2 separate regions of the Sus scrofa genome follow, and region 2 is linked to region 1. A link is a contact called in public HiChIP or PLAC-seq data. All regions are on one chromosome and are shown on one strand. The core of a region is the stretch at or near the end of the contact, and the rest is flanking DNA. Distances in the headings are between cores, read along the strand shown.

Region 1 (4,811 bases), core at 1,058-3,557:
GGTTCAACCCCTGGCCTCGCTCAGTGGGTTAAGGATCCGGCGTGGCCGTGAGCTGTGATGTAGGTCGCAGACGTGGCTCAGATCCTGCGTTGCTGTGGCCGTGGTGTAGGCCAGACCCCTGGCCTGGGAACCTCCATATGCACAAGAGCGGCCCAAGAAATGGCAAAAAAAAAAAAAGAAAGAAAGAAAGAAGGAAAAATAAACAGTGTAGAGGGAGAGCTTTTTGGTTTTGTTTTTAATATGAAAAAAACCTGAGGATGTTCCTTAAAGGCGAGCAAGTGAAGATTCACAGGAGAGAGAGCAAAATCAGTACAGCAAAAGCTCACTGAGGACATGAGTGTCGGTGGGACTCAGAGTCCTGTTAGTCTTTTTTTTTTTTTTTTTTTTTTTTTGCTTTTTAGGGCCACACCTGCAGCACATGGAGGTTCCCAGGCTAGGAGTCTAATCGGAGTTGTAGCCGCCGGCCTGCGCCAGAGCCACACAGCAATGCAGGATCTGAGCCGCGTCTGCAGCCTACACCACAGCTCACGTCAATGCTGGATCCTTAACCCACTGAGCGAGGCCAGGGATCGAACCCTCGACCTCATAGTTTCTAGTCGGATTCATTAACCACTGAGCCACGATGGGAACTCCAAGCCCTGTTAGTCTTACCCAAGTGGCACTCTTCTTCCTTCACAGTGACAGGCACGGAGAGGGGGATATCAGCAGGTCCTCAGAGCACCTGCAGAGGCCCCGCTCTAGGGCTCTGGAAATGCAAACACACCTCTTCCCCAAGAAGCTCCCAAGCTAGGGGTTTAATTAGTTGACCTCTATTACCAGCTAGCCTCTTGAGAGCCCAGTGTGTGCCCTGGGCCAAAGCCACGCCCTGGCAGGGCAACACGCCTCTGCCAAGATCAGCATTTTCTTTCAGACAGCAGCCACAGCCTCCAGAAACCCATCCTCTCCAGGTAGGAAGTGCTGTGCAGAGGGCTGTGTCTGTTCCTTCTGTCGGTACCCAGAGCCCTTGAGTAGAAATTCCTTCTCCTGGACCGAAGGCCTAGAAGCACTAGCGCGTCTCCTTTGGGGCCCTCATCATGATAACTGGGGCAGAACATAGACCTTTTTTTCCTTTTCTTTTCTTTGGCGGCACCTGCGGCATGCGGAAGTTACCAGGGCCAGGGACTGAACTCGAGCCACAGCTGAAACGTAGCAGTAACAAAACCAGATCCTCAACCCACTGAGCCAGGGAATTCTGAGCATAGCCTGTTCTGAACCAATCCTCTCAGAGCCCTATTCCCAGGGCCCCTTCTCTTAGAATCCCCTCCCAGGGCTCAGGCCTAGGGAGACGCAGCCCTTTGTATGCCCCGACCCCACCAGCAGGCCCAGGTTCATAGGCTAAAACCTGGATCTCTTTCCGGACTGCACCACAATTTCATTTAATCACAGCAACCCTATGAAGTAGGTACCATTATTATTCCCATTTTTTTAACAGAAGAAACTGAAGCTCAGAGACGTTAAGCAACTTACCCAAAGTCATACAGCTAGGAAGTGTTGGAAGTGGATTTTAAACTCAGGTCTGTCTGGCTTTTGGAGCCCATGTTCTCGGATTCACTGGTCTGTGGAGCAGCACCAAGCGTCTTTCACTGACCAGCTTCTGAGTACTGAGTCTTTTCTTCTAAGCCCTGTCCCCTCATCACATCCTTTTCCCCTCTGGCCAGTGAAACTCAACAGTCGTTATCACCCCAGGCTGCCTGACAGAGGACTTTCATTTGCAGTGCCTTTGCATCCGTCCCTACCGCCTCCCCAACCTTATGCTCCGTTGCGCCTCTGAGGGTTTGGCTCACATTCCTCGCTGAGCTTTTGTTTATGCTACATGCCCTTCCAGGAATGCCCTTCCAAATCCTTGAGGTGCTACCAGGTGATTTTCCAGAAGGCTCCTAACTTCCTCATCCGGTGATCTGCAAAGTGTGTCTGCCTGGTACACAGTCAGGAAGCTGCAAAGAGCAAGGAGGGCTTGGGTGTCGTGGTTTTTTTTGTTTGTTTGTTTGTTTGTTTGTTTTTGTCTTTTTGCCTTTTCTAGCGCTGCTCTCGCGGCATATGGAGGTTCCCAGGTGAGGCGTCTAATCGGAGCTGTAGCTGCCAGCCTACACCACAGTCACAGCAACGCGGGATCTGAGCTGCTTCTGCAGCCTACACCCCAGCTCACAGCAATGCCAGATCCTGAACCCACTGAGCAAGGCCAGGGATCGAACCCGAATCCTCGTTCCTAGTCGGATTCGTTAACCACTGCGCCAGGACGGGAACTCGGGGATGGAAACTTCATGGATTCTAGCCGGATTCGTTTCCGCTGCCCCACAACAGGAACTCCAAGAAGGGCTTGTTCTAAGTCCTGATAGGGTCGGGGCTGAGAAAGGTCACCCATGCAGTTACTCCGTTCAGATCCCGAGCGACCACCTCTTTCTCCCAATCTTGTTGGGACAAGAGGTAAAAGATGTTAAACGGAGAATGGGGTTGAGGAAAGAGAAAAATGCAGCTGAGAGACTTCCCAAGAGAAAGGTGAGAAGCATGTCGTAGCTGTATAAATGGCCCATCTTCCTATAAACATCGATTTCTCTGGACCATTATAGGAAGGAATGAAAATCTGTAACAAAACATTTTAATATTTTTTACGTTGGAAAGGACATTAGGACTTAAAAGCAAATTCTCCAAAAAATTTAAGCTCAAACATGAAATTGCTAAGGAATTCGTGCTTACAGGGGAAGAATGTGGGCTCTTCTCCCAACCAGGGCTGAAACCTTCGCTCTAAGTGGGAGCCCGCTGCCTGGCACCCAGTGAAGGCAGCTATTGTGATCTCCAGGGTCCGGGGAAGGGTGGCTCAGGGGCCAAGAGTGTGGCTCAGCCAGAGGCCATGGGAAGGTCAGGGCCCAAGGCTGCGGCCCAGAGGCCGTGGGAAGGGGCAGTCCTTCTCCCCTCGCCGGGGACAGGAGTCTGGGCGGGCGGAGGGCGGAGTCACTGGCTCCGCCCTCCCTCGCTCCTGCTGGGTCCCAGCCCTTGCTCCGCGTGGTTCTCAGGTCCCCCTGGTGGTCCCCAGGCAGCTCCAGTGAGGGGGGCACAACAGGGGGAACTGCGAGCCCCAAGGGGTCTGTCTGCGGCTTCTCCCGGAAAAAGACCGAGGCACGCACTCTGCGAGCAAAAGCGGACTCCCACCGGCTTCCGACGACAAGCCGGGGACCTGAGGATCGCGGAGTCCACGACCCGTGAGCGACCCCAGGGGAAGGACAGGAGGGACGCCGACCGGACCGCCATGGCCGCGCCTGTCCGCCGTCTGTGCCATGTCGCCTTCCACGTGCCCGCGGGGCAGCCCCTCGCCCGGGATCTGCAGCGCTTCTTCGGTTTCCGGCCCCTGGCGGTGAGGGAAGCCGATGGCTGGCGGCAGCTGGCCCTGCGCAGCGGCGACGCGGTCTTTTTGGTGAACGAGGGCGCCGGGCCTGGGGAGCCGCTGTACAGCCTGGACCCGCATCACGCGGTGCCCGGTGCGACCAACCTGTGCTTCGACGTGGCTGACGTGGGCGCTGCAGCTCGGGCGCTAGCCGCGCTGGGCTGCAACGTGCAGGTGCCTCCGGTGACCGTGCAGGATGCACAGGGCGCCGCCACCTACGCCGTGGTCGGCTCGCCCGCCGGCAACCTCAGCCTGACGCTGCTGGAGCGCCCCGGCTTCTGCGGGCCCTTTCTCCCCGGCTTTCGGCCCGTGTCCTCTGTACCCGGCCCGGGCTGGGTCACCCACGTGGACCACCTGACCTTGGCCTGCCCTCGCAGCAGCTCCCCCAAAATAATGCGCTGGTTCCACGACTGTCTAGGATTTCACCACCTGCCGCTGAGCCCAGGTGAGGATCCAGAGCTGGGCCTGGAGGTGGCAGCAGGGTCTGGGCGCGGTGGTCTGAGGCTCACCGCCCTGCAGGCTCCGACTGGCAGTGCCGTCCCAACCCTAGTGCTGGCAGAGTCCCTGCCTGGGTCTCTCCGTGGTCGGGACCAAGTGGAGCAGTTCCTAGCCCAGAATGGGGGACCTGGACTGCAGCACGTGGGGCTGTACACGCCCAACATCATGGAAGCCACTGAGCGGGTAGCAGGGGCCGGGGGTCAGCTCCTGACGCCTCCTGAGGCCTACTACCAGCAGCCGGGCAAGGAGAAGCAGATCCTGGCTGCAGGGCACGAGCCTCGCCTGCTGGCCCGACACGGGGTCCTGCTGGATGGAGATGAAGGCAAGTTTCTGCTTCAGGTCTTCACCAAGTCCCTTTTTGCAGAGGACACTTTCTTCCTGGAGCTGATTCAGAGGCAAGGGGCCACAGGCTTTGGCCAGGGCAACATCCGGGCCCTGTGGCAGTCTGTGCAGGAGCACGCTGCCAGGGTCTGCGAAGCCTGAGAAGGGCAGAAGCTGGGTGCAGCCGCTTGTCCTGGACCCTGGGAAGGCCAGCGCAGGGCCTGCAGCTGAGAAGACCTGGAGTGAGATGTTTTGTCTTTAGGGCCAGGTGCAGCCTCCATCTCACGGGTACCTGCCAGTAGCTGGATCTCTCAGTGAGGTCCAAAGAGGTGGGATTTTTTTTTTTAACTATGAAATGTTTCTCACATTGTATCTAATATATGCAAAATGTCAGGAATAAGGGAATTACACAATTAGGAAATAGAACATAACCAATACTTATGAAACCTTCTCTGTATTGTGTGCTCCTCTGATCCCATTTCGACCACGGCCCTGATGTTGTAATTAAAAATGCTTGGTTTTTCTGTGTTGTTTCACTGCCTATGTAATGTATCCCTAAAATGATGTATTGAGG
Region 2 (4,811 bases), core at 868-3,367, 630 kb before region 1:
AAGCAGGGAGGGGAGCCGTCAGGGGAAGAAATAGAGGCCAACAGAGCACCTGCTCCAGGCCAGACACTCACACCCAGTCACCACCTTGTTGTGACGCAGGCACTCTCATTACTCCCGATTGACAGTCGGGGAATCTGAGGCTCAGGGAGGTTCAATAACTTATCAAAGCCATAGAACAGCAGGAGGTAGAACTGAAACGCAAACCAAGACCGCCAGGCTGCCCACCTGGGCTGAGGGAGAACTGCCCTCCTGGGCCATGCAGAAGGCAGCTCCAGCCCTTTGCAGCTGAGGGTTCTCTGAGGGCAATAATATTAATTGGCTTCATCTCCTGCTGATGCGAAACCCTCCTCAAAAGCACGTTTACATCTATAAGCCCGAGAGCCCGCAGCCAGCAGATCCAGCTTGAGGGAAATACGGTGGGTCTGGAGCCAGCTTGTTCTGGGAAAGCCTGGGGGTTGCCCTCCCCTCCTAGACCCCACCCGAGGGACACAAGAGGCTCTGGGAGGGGTGTGGAAGGCTCTCCTGAAGGAGGTAACATCTGAGCAAAGCCTGACATGATAAACCAGACAGGGGAGGTGGCAGTGTGGCACGGCACGGGGGAAAGGACATTCGAGAGGAGGCAGCGAGAGCAAAAGCAAAGAAGCAAGAAGTGTGCAGAGACTCACAAGCAGCTTGGGGCCGCCAGAACATAAAACTTAAATTGAACAGTGGAAGGACATAGGGATGAAAGCGAGAAGCAGGGACGCCGCTAAATTATAAAGGACTCTGAATGCGGGCTAAAGAATCTGGACCTGATTTATCCTGCGGGCAAGAAGGAGCCACTGAAGGGTTTTACACAGAACAGTGAGAAAATCAAACCTGGGCATTAGGAAGAATGCCATGGTGGCAGCGGAAAAGGCTGAGCTGCTGCTGGCTGTGCTAAGGGAGGTGTGAAGGCGTGTGGAGGAATGCACGTGTAGTTCAGGCTGGCGTGTGCTTCAAGGCTCCTCTACCGTAATTCCCCACCTGGGCTAAACTTTCCATGCCCTGGGCCCCTGATCCTACTCACACTGCCAGTGATCCAGACCTGCTCTATAGGCTACTGGTTTGGTGGTGCCTCCCCCACACCTTTCTGATAGGAAGGAAAAGGTTAATCACTAAACACACTCCGTGCCAGGCCCTCTGCTGGGTCCTTTACACAAATAATCTCACTTGCGCAACCAACAACCCTACGAGGGAGGTGACTATTGGTGCCTCGGTTTTGCAGATGAGGAAATCCAGGCAAAGAGCCGGAGGAAGACTGCCAGAGGTCACCCAGCTACTAAAGAGAGGAGTCAGGTGTGAACCACCTTCTACCTCCTGGCAGACACGGCGGTTAACCACTTCCAGGAGGAGTGGAGAGGGAGGGATGAAGGTGGGCTTCTGCAAAGACCTCGGGGAAAATGGTGGGACTAAAAAGGCCGGACCCCTAACAACAACAGCAGTGGGAATCCCGCCCCCCAAAAGTGGAATCAGGGGGGCCCCCGCCCTCGGCAGCCTTCAGCTACCAGGAGAGAAACCCGGGCAGGGACCGGAAAACTCCCACTAAACAGACGGTGAAAAGACCTCCAAGCTGGGTTGGGGGAGGTGGGCGGAGACGCAGTGAAGGGGCGGGGCTTGGACGCGGCGAACATTCTGGGGCGGGGCTGACTAGGGGGCGGGGCTCTCTGGCCGGACCAAGTCCAGGACCTGCGGGACCCCAGGAGCGGGTGGGCCGCGAGGGGGCGGGGCTGCAAGAGGGGCGGGGCCACAGCTGCGCTTGCTGCCCACGACTCGCTCCGTCACCTCCCCACGATCGGACCCAACCCCCGCTCCATACCCTGGCTCCGGCAGGACTGATCCGGGATCTCGATGGTGTAGTCCAGCTGGGCCGAGGCCATCGTGAAGCCGCGGGCCCTCAGCTCGGGCCTCTCGCCGGAACTCACGCTCGCAAGTCCGCGCCTCACCAGGGCGCCTCCTGGGCGCCGCCCAATCACCACCCACCTCCCTCGACGCTGCCCAATCCCTGAGCTGCGCTCTGTGACCTCCCGCCCTAGCAACCACCGAGTCTCTTTCAGAGCCTCTCGCTGCAACCGGCTAGCTCGGCCATAGCAACAGCGCCCCGCCCCACTCTATCCCTGGCCCACCGCCATTGGCTGACTCTCTTGATCTCGGTCAAGTATTGGCCAGCCAAGACGCCGGTCAGGAAGAGTCGCTACCGTCCTGCGTCGGTAAGAGTCTGCGGGAGAGCTGCTATGTTCTGGGGATGGGAAAGGTTTCCCGTCCCAACCGCGTGTTATCCTACGAAGGGGACAGCAGTGTCCTTTGAGTTACATTAGCTAGCTGCCTCTACTGTCTTCCACCAGCCGCAACTCCGAGGGCTGGAGGTAGAAAACCGTACAAAACGGCCAAAGGGGTGCGTGCTAGCCCATCCGCCCCCCCGGTGGATGGAGGCATATTTTGGCTGCTGGGTGGGTGGGATGCAGAGGAGGTGGTATCTCCTGGGAAGACTTTAGAGAATGTCCTGTTCGTGCGGGACAAAAGGGGTTAAGCAGTACAGTTTTCTTACATTTATTCCCGCACTTAAAAAATGTTTCCTGGAGTTCCCGTCATGGCGCAGTGGTTAACGAATCCGACTAGGAACCATGAGGTTGTGGGTTCCATCCCTGGCCTTGCTCAGTGGGTTAAGGATCCGTAGTTGCCGTGAGCTGTGGTGTGGGTTGCAGACGCGGCTCGGATCCCGAGTTGCTGTGGCTCTGGTGTAGGCGGGTGGCTAGAGCTCCGATTAGACCCCTAGCCTGGGAACCTCCCTATGCCGCGGGAGCGGCCCTAGAAAAGGCAAAAAGACAAAAAAAAATCCTGAGCACCTGTTTTGTAGGTGGACTCTAGTGAGGATTACATTTCTTGGCCTTGACTTCCATAAGTCTTGAGCAGGAGTCAACTGTAATTCTGTGCAAGGGATAAAATACTACATAAGAGTAGGCCCTAAGGATTTTAGCAGCTCAGGATAAAAAGGGGCATTTATGGCAGTGTGGATGCCTCTTAAGCTGGGCTTTGAAAGATGCTGGGAGATACGAATCCTTGCAGGACTCAGAGAGAGGAAAGTGAGAAGCTATACCAGGAATTATGAGCATCTCTGGACAGAAGAGAGACAATGGGAGAGCAACCTTGGAAGAACAGGTAGGCCCAGATCCTGGAAGGTCTTTGATGTCAAGCTCAGCTCTGAGCTTATGGGTAAATCTTACTGATGGAAAAATTTTCCAGTGCATTTACACCGATGAGCACAAGAGCTTAGACTTTATTCTGAGGACAATGGGGAGTCTGCAGGGCTTTAAGCAAAATAGTAACAATCAGATTTGTGTCTTTGTTTTTCTTGGCTATGCCTGTGGCATGTGAAAATTACCGGGGCTGGAATTGAACCTGCGCCACAGCAGTGACTCTATGGTGACAACACCGTATCCTTAACCTGCTGTGGCCACAAGAGAACTCCAGATTTGTTTTAGAAAGATCAATGACAAGAATGGATTGGGGGTTGGGAGGAGGGAGACCAATGAGGAAGTTGTTTCAGTAATTGTTTCAGTAAGGATTGTGGTAGCCAGAAGCTTGGAGAACTAACAGGAATGAAGAGGAAGGGATGGATTCCTTAGTCACTTATGAGTTTAAAGAACTGAACTTGGCGACTGGTTGGATGTGGGGTAAGTGGGAAGAATGGAGAATGACGTCTAAATTCCTGGCTTGGGCAAACAGCGTTTTTAAGAGAGGGTCAGCTCTGGGCATGGTGAGTTTGCGGCGCCAGTGGGTCATCCAGGTGGAAGTGTCCAGGAGTCCTGGACTGGAATTTGCAAGATAAGTCTAAACTGGAAATAAAAATGGGTAGTCTGTGGTGCCTTATAGATGGCAGTCACACCAGTGGATGGATTCGGGGCTTGCCCAGAGGGTATATATAAAATAAGAAGAGAAGCGGGCCTCGAACAAAGCCCTAAGAAGCACCCATATTTGAGGTTCTGGCAAAGACGGTTGAATCTGCAAAGGTAATTGAGATGAAGTGTCTAGAGCAGTTAAATAATCAGTAGTAGAAGAACGTGGTTTTCCAGAAACCAAGGGAGGAAAGTGCTGGAGGCTGATGACTAATCAAGTGAAATAAGGCCTGAAAAAAATCCACTGGTTTTAGAAACAAGGAAGTGGTAGTTAACCTTTGTAAAAGCAGATTCAGTGGAGTGCTGGGAGCAGAGGTTGCATTACAGTGAGTTGAGAAGGGCGTGGGAAGGTGAAGAAGTGAAGGCTGCGCTTTCAAGAAGTTTGACTCTTTGGGAGAAAAGAGAGAAAGCAGTAGCTGGAAGGAGAAACAAGTTTTTATTCAAATGGGAGAGATGCCGTTGGCATGGATCCAGCAAAGAGGAAAAAGATAATATTATAGGGGAGAGGAGATAACTGACAGAATGGCACCCCCAGAAAAAGAATAAGGTAGGGAATCCAAAGCACTGATGGAGAAGTTTGTTTAAAGGGATATTTGTGGAGTTCCCATCGTGGCTCAGTGGTTAATGAATCTGACCAGCATCCGTGAGGACGCAGGGTCGATCCCTGGCCTTGCTCAGTGGGTTAAGGATCCAGCCTTGCCGTGAGCTGTGGTGTAGGTCGCAGGCGTGGCTTGGATCCCGCGTTGCTGTGGCTGTGGTGTCGACGGGCAGCTGCAGCTCTGATTTGACTCCTAGCCTGGGAACCTCCATGTGCCGCAGGTGTGGCCCAAAAAAGCAAAAAATAAAGTAATAAAATAAAGGGATATTTGCATTGTGACAGAAGGGAAGCATGTGAAA

What was found. HiChIP or PLAC-seq counts read pairs in DNA pulled down with a chosen protein or histone mark.
Region 2: a contact with region 1 is called in an H3K27ac HiChIP or PLAC-seq map of alveolar macrophages. The contact joins the promoter of TMEM53 here to the promoter of HPDL in region 1. A contact is called at or near these places in 2 of 2 datasets of contacts at active chromatin or transcription factors (alveolar macrophages and skeletal muscle).

Annotation. Positions count from the first base shown.
Region 1 is chr6:166,012,547-166,017,357 of Sscrofa11.1, reverse strand. HPDL (4-hydroxyphenylpyruvate dioxygenase-like protein) reads left to right here and starts at 2,307. Exons shown (of 1, transcript XM_003128048.4): 1 at 2,307-4,768. The coding sequence starts at 2,888. The coding sequence ends at 4,399.
Region 2 is chr6:166,642,409-166,647,219 of Sscrofa11.1, reverse strand. TMEM53 (transmembrane protein 53) reads right to left here and starts at 2,117. Exons shown (of 3, transcript XM_003482099.4): 1 at 1,838-2,117. The coding sequence starts at 1,898. It overlaps C6H1orf228, which reads left to right and starts at 2,219. Exons shown (of 18, transcript XM_021096783.1): 1 at 2,219-2,413; 2 at 3,085-3,177.